Linked DNA regions of Canis lupus: region 2 is linked to region 1. A link is a contact called in public Hi-C data. All regions are on one chromosome and are shown on one strand. The core of a region is the stretch at or near the end of the contact, and the rest is flanking DNA. Distances in the headings are between cores, read along the strand shown. Region 1 holds the start of TTLL4 (tubulin polyglutamylase TTLL4). Region 2 overlaps LOC111094371 (a long non-coding RNA gene).

Evidence for each region. Hi-C and Micro-C count contacts between places; a contact is called where the count stands out from the background.
Region 2: a Hi-C map of blood shows a contact between it and region 1, with 2.2 times the contacts expected there. The contact joins the enhancer-like site here to the promoter of TTLL4 in region 1. A contact is called at or near these places in 2 of 9 Hi-C or Micro-C datasets (both in blood).

The regions. Positions count from the first base shown.
Region 1 is chr37:25,178,301-25,181,028 of UU_Cfam_GSD_1.0, reverse strand. TTLL4 (tubulin polyglutamylase TTLL4) reads right to left here and starts at 1,359. Exons shown (of 19, transcript XM_038585750.1): 1 at 1,214-1,359.
Region 2 is chr37:25,227,098-25,229,825 of UU_Cfam_GSD_1.0, reverse strand. All of the region lies in intron 3 of LOC111094371 (a long non-coding RNA gene), which reads right to left. Among named protein-coding and RNA genes, the nearest start is that of CYP27A1, 13 kb to the left of the region's middle. Within about 2 kb of position 1,400, at least 7 of the 20 cell types and tissues checked have an H3K27ac peak or open chromatin away from gene starts, as enhancers often do. A contact at or near this core is called in blood, where this site is marked.

The DNA of each region.
Region 1 (2,728 bases), core at 110-2,609:
AAAAAACTATGGTCCTCTGTGATCTAACCCCTATTAATTTTCCTCTTTCTATTTGTCATTGGATGGCTACCTCCAAACCCAGGTTGCATTTGTCAAACTGTTTCCAGTTCTCTTTTTAGGCCTTGCTGTGTTTTTTCTAAAGTTACTTTGTATCTAGAATGTGCTCTCCACTTCTTTATTCCCAGAAAACACTTGATAATTTTTCAATGTGCATTCAGTCCAACCAACAAGCAGCTGGTAATAACTTTCTCAGCATCAAGGGGGAGGGCGTGGATCTCAAACAGTGTTTCAATACTTGCTGCAAGAAATGAAGATGGACAGAAAGCTGTCCCGAAGGGTTCCCTAACTACTTCCTGATTGGCTAAATCAACAGGTGAAGAAGTAGAGGAAGATGCGATTGGAGTATCTAAGGCAGCAAGGAGGACTCTATAAAGGAAGGATTAAAACATTTCCTAGATCCAGAATGAGGGTGCGAAGACCAAAGAATGGGGATCAGATACATAGTTTTCCAAGCGAGTCGGGTTAACTTTCCACGAGGGCACACACCACGCAGTATGGCAAACGCTTGTACTTGGTTAAAATCTCCCCCGGACTATAAGCTCCGCGAAGACAAGCCTGCCTCGTTCACCACTGCTGTCTTCCAGCGCCTTCCACAGTGCGCCGGCTCATTAAATATTTGTCGATGTTCGTAAAAAAAACGTTGAATGAATGATTACATAAAGGGATGGATAAAGGAGAGAAATTTACAAGATCTCAAATTCTGTTTGAAACTCTCCAGTTTAGGAAAGCACTTCTCTATAGCTACAGGATGGGGACAGGAAAAGGTGGGCATCCATGTTCAACTCAGCCACGAATGGAGAGGAGCCTGGGCTCACCCCCGGGCGGGGAGGATTTAAACCGCAGCGCGGCGGGAACCAGGAGGACGGAGGCCCAGGCTGAGGGGATGCTGCGGGGCTGCCTAGGCTCCCGGGGCGTGGCGGAGACGGGGAAGGGTCCCGAGGCCGCGCGAAGAGCCGGCCGGGTGGGAGGCCGCAAGCCCCCTCGCCGCCCCGGACAGGGAGAGGCGGCGGGCAGGGCGCGGGGCCGGGGCGGGAGGCGCCGCAGGGCTGGGGACCCGCGCGGAAGGACCCGCGCAGAGGGCGGGGCGGCGGGGCGGCGGGGCGGCGGGGCGGCGGGCGGAGGCTCGCTCCCCCGGCTTCACAGCCACACTCACCTAGTCGACTCCGCCTCGCCTCGGCTCCGCTCGCCGCCGGCTCCGCGCGGCTTCCTCCCTCCGCCTGCTGGGCGAGCTGGCGGCCTCAGACGCCCCTAGCAACCACGCACCGCCGCGCGCCCCGCGCTCCCAGCCGCCGGCGCCGCCTGCCACGCACTGCGCGCGCCCCCAGCGGACGGACTGAAGGCCTGGAAGGGGCGATCGCGGCGGCGGGCGGGCGGGAGGCCGGCGCGCGGAATCTCGGGGGTTGTGGGGCCCGGGAGGGCAGGCCGTCACCTGCCTCGCGCACGCGCAGTCGCTTCAGGGCGCGTGAGACCCGGAGGGCGGAATTCTGGGAGATGTAGTCCTGAGATTAACACAGGCCTCCAACCCCCACCCGCTAAAGAGTACGTTCTGGGATTCCAGGATTCTCTGGGCCTTGATGCCACCTCACCTGTATGGACTTTTTCTTTGGCCGTGCTTTAATTCGCTCCTCTAAAATCAAAGAGTTCAAACTTTATTAAAGAAGTTTCTTAATAGTTCTTTTAAGCAAAAGTCTCTTGACTTTGAACCCCAGGAAAGGAGACATTGCTAGATCCCCTTTCCCTCCAACCCATTTTACCCTAACTCCAATCCACTCAGTAGAGTACTATTACAACCACCTGCTTTATGGGCTTCAGGTATGAACTTTAGAAAAAACTGACTCAACTCATCTCCCTAGGCAAGGCAGACAGTACCCCAGATGTCCTTAGTCCGAGATATCACTAGACCTAATGGATCTGAATGACAATCGAAAGAGCTAGCGGGTGAAAAGGTCTTTTCTAAACAGTAGGCTACAGAAATAAAGGACATAATAAAAGGTGAAACTATCCTAATAAAAACAATCTGGACCAGAGCAAGGAAGCTTAATAATTGATTTCAGCAACAGTATTGACAGATGCTAAAACCATGAGAGGACTGACTGGAGGAATTTACACAGGAAAGATCACCTACATATTTTAACCAATCTTAGATTATTTTTTTTTTTCCCAATCTTAGATTATGAAATGTGAGACAGCCATAAATTATGTCCCCTAATGTGATGCAATTTGAACCTCACTATTTAGGAAATAGGGTATTTTTGTCAAAAGATAGTTGAATCTGAACCTAATATAACCTTTGACTCCAACTTCCACTTCATAGGAAGTAAAGAGAAATAATGACACTGCAAGAAAGCAATCCGACGAACCCAGAATGTGGGCCAATGTAGAGATAAATGGCCTCATTTCTTCAACAGTTTCAGAGTTTTTTTTATAGAGTGAGGTGTTCTAGATTGTAGGAGACTTAAGAGATTATCAAATGCAGTGAGTGGACCTTGCCTGGATCCTGATTCAAATAAACCAATTGTAAACGATATTTTTGAGACAACGGAGAAATCTGAATGTGGACTGGGAATATTATGAACAAAGACAGGTGTTAAGAATCCATTGTTAATTTCGTTACTGCAGTTGACTGAATGGTGGCCCCCCCTGCCACAGATATATCCACATCCTAATT
Region 2 (2,728 bases), core at 151-2,650, 49 kb before region 1:
CCCTGCAGGTACCATTGCAAGCCCAGGTTATCTGTACTTCTGACCACCCAGCTACAGCCTGGAGGTTCCCATGGCCTCCTCCTTAGACTTCAGATGCCAGCCATGAATTCAGGTAGTTAGTTGTCTGTACTTCTGACCAACTAGCTGTAAATCAGAGGGTTCTAAGTTTGGGGCTTTGATTAATTTGCCAGAGCAGTTCACTGAACTCAGGAAACCCAGTCACTCACGAGATCGCTAGTTTATTACAAAGAATTTTAAAGGAGATAAACCAACAGCCAGACGAAGAGAAACAGGACAACATCCAGAACAAAGGAGCCTCTGTCCCCGTGGACTTTGGGCCCAGCACAGAGGCATGTGGAAGCCTTCTGGTTCCCCAAACTGGAAGCTCTCCAAACCCCATCCTTTGGGTTTTTTACGGAGGCTTCATTACAGAGGCATGTTGGTGAAATCATTGGCTGTTGGTGATTGATTCCACCTCCAGCCCCACTCCCCTCCCTGGGAATCAGGGGTTGGGACTGGAAGTTCCAATCCTCTATTCCTGGTTGGTTCCCCCTGGCGACCAGCCTCCCCTCTTAGGTGCTTTCCAAAAGTCACTTTATGAATGTAAACTCAATTGGGGTGCAAAGGGGCTCGTGAGGAATAGCCAGACACTTGTTGTACCTTTATGGCTCGGGAGTGATTTCGGGAACTGAAGACGAGAGAGCAAATGTTGTAACAAAAGATTGTCCCACTGCTCTTATTGCTCAGGAAATTCCAAGGGTCCTAGGAGCTGTGAGCCAGGAGCCACGGATGAAGAATATGTTTTGGTCATCTGCGTGATATATATATCATAAATCACAATGTCATAGTAATAATAATGCAAAAGGCAGGAAGGCAACTGGAGCTAATGTGTTCTAACATACTGAGCATGACACTTTAAAACCAGTCATGTGTATTAGATTTCTGCTATTGCTGCATAACAAACTGTCCAAATAATTAGCAACTTAAAACAACAACTGCTGTGTTACAGGTACGGATTCTGTGAGTCAGGGGATCGGGAGTGGGCACAGTGGGAATCGCTCGTTTCTGTTCTATGATGTGTGAGAGCTCAGGCTGAAGGATTCAAAGGCTGAGGGCTGGAAGAATCTGGAAGTGCCCAGTGACTCAGGGGCAAGGATTGCCATCCAGAATGTCCTCACATGGCTTTTCTGTGTGGCTGGGCTTCCAGGAGTGAAGCAGTAGGACTTACCACTACATGGCAGCCCAGGGCTCTGAGCATGAATGTTCCAAAGAATAAGACAGAAGCGGCGTGACCTTTTATTAGCCTGCTTCAAAAGTGACACAGCATCCGTTTTGCCATACGCTTTCGTCAGAGAAGTTCCATGCTCAGGGGGAGGGATGGTACACTCGAATTCCTAACGGAGGAGTGACCAGATCAGTTATAGAATTACATGAGTTGGGATCCCTGGGTGGCGCAGCGGTTTAGCGCCTGCCTTTGGCCCAGGGCGCGATCCTGGAGATGTGGGATCGAATCCCATGTCGGGCTCCCGGTGCATGGAGCCTGCTTCTCCCTCTGCCTGTGTCTCTGCCTCTCTGTGTGTGTGTGTGTGACTATCATTAAACAAAAAAAAAAAAAAAAAAAAATTACATGAGTTTCCAAAGAAATTGTTGCGGTTCCCTTTGGGGGAAAAAACAAACAAAAAACCTCCCACTTGGGCCATCTGTTTGGGGTGATGAAATATTTGGCAACACGTAGAGATAATGGTTATGTAATAATGTGCATGTCATTAATGCTACTGAGTTGTACATTTAAAATGGTTAAAATGGGCCAATTTTATTTTATATATATTTTGCCACCAAAAAAAACAAAAAACAAAAAACTATAGAGAGGGAGGAAGGGAGGAGGGAAAGAAGGAAGAGACGGAGTAAATAAGGAAAGAAAGAGGCCCAGACCAGCCCAGGGCTGGTGGGAAACGAGGCATGACACTCCAGAGAAAAGCTGGATACTATGTTATGGGTCCTCCCTGTGCATATAATTTGTACCCCCATGATCCTCCATCTAGAAGCTTGTTAGAGCTTTTGTAGATAGTGTGAAGGATAGGAGAGGGTTTGGCTGGACCCACGATCAAGTGTACTCACTAGAGTAAATGAGAGGCTAAGAATAAAACCAAAGGACCAACTTCCATTTCCAAACCCAGAATTTCAACAGGTTTACAAGACCAACCTTGGAAGACTAACTTACAATTCCAACAACATTAGTGAGTTTCTCAAAATCACTTTTAATGAACGGTGACACTGAGCTGAGAGCAACTCTCCGGGGCAGAAAGATCACCAGCATAGTCTCTGGGCAGTGGTGTTGCCTGAATGATATTATGTGGGTGATTGTATAACAAGGGGGCAGTAATGCTACCAAACAATGGGTACATTGTCTGTTCAAAATGAGGAAGTGGTTTCTAGTGCTGTCATCACATATTTCGTTTCCGGTTTCTATTTTTTTGGTGGCTTTTTTTTTTTTTTTTAAAGATCTGATGGCTGATGGAATTTATTTGTTACTCTTAGAAAAATCTCCTCTTGACTGGACTGAGACTTCGAGGTGGAAGCTCTCAGAGAGGACAGTCCCCATCTCCTGGTAACCTGTTCCTGGTGCTTTTCTTTGGCCTCCTTCATTCTATTGGCCAAAGGTTTAGCATATTCTACAACCTCTTCCTTAGTTTTCTTAGTACGCTGTTCCTTCAGAGCGATACACCGA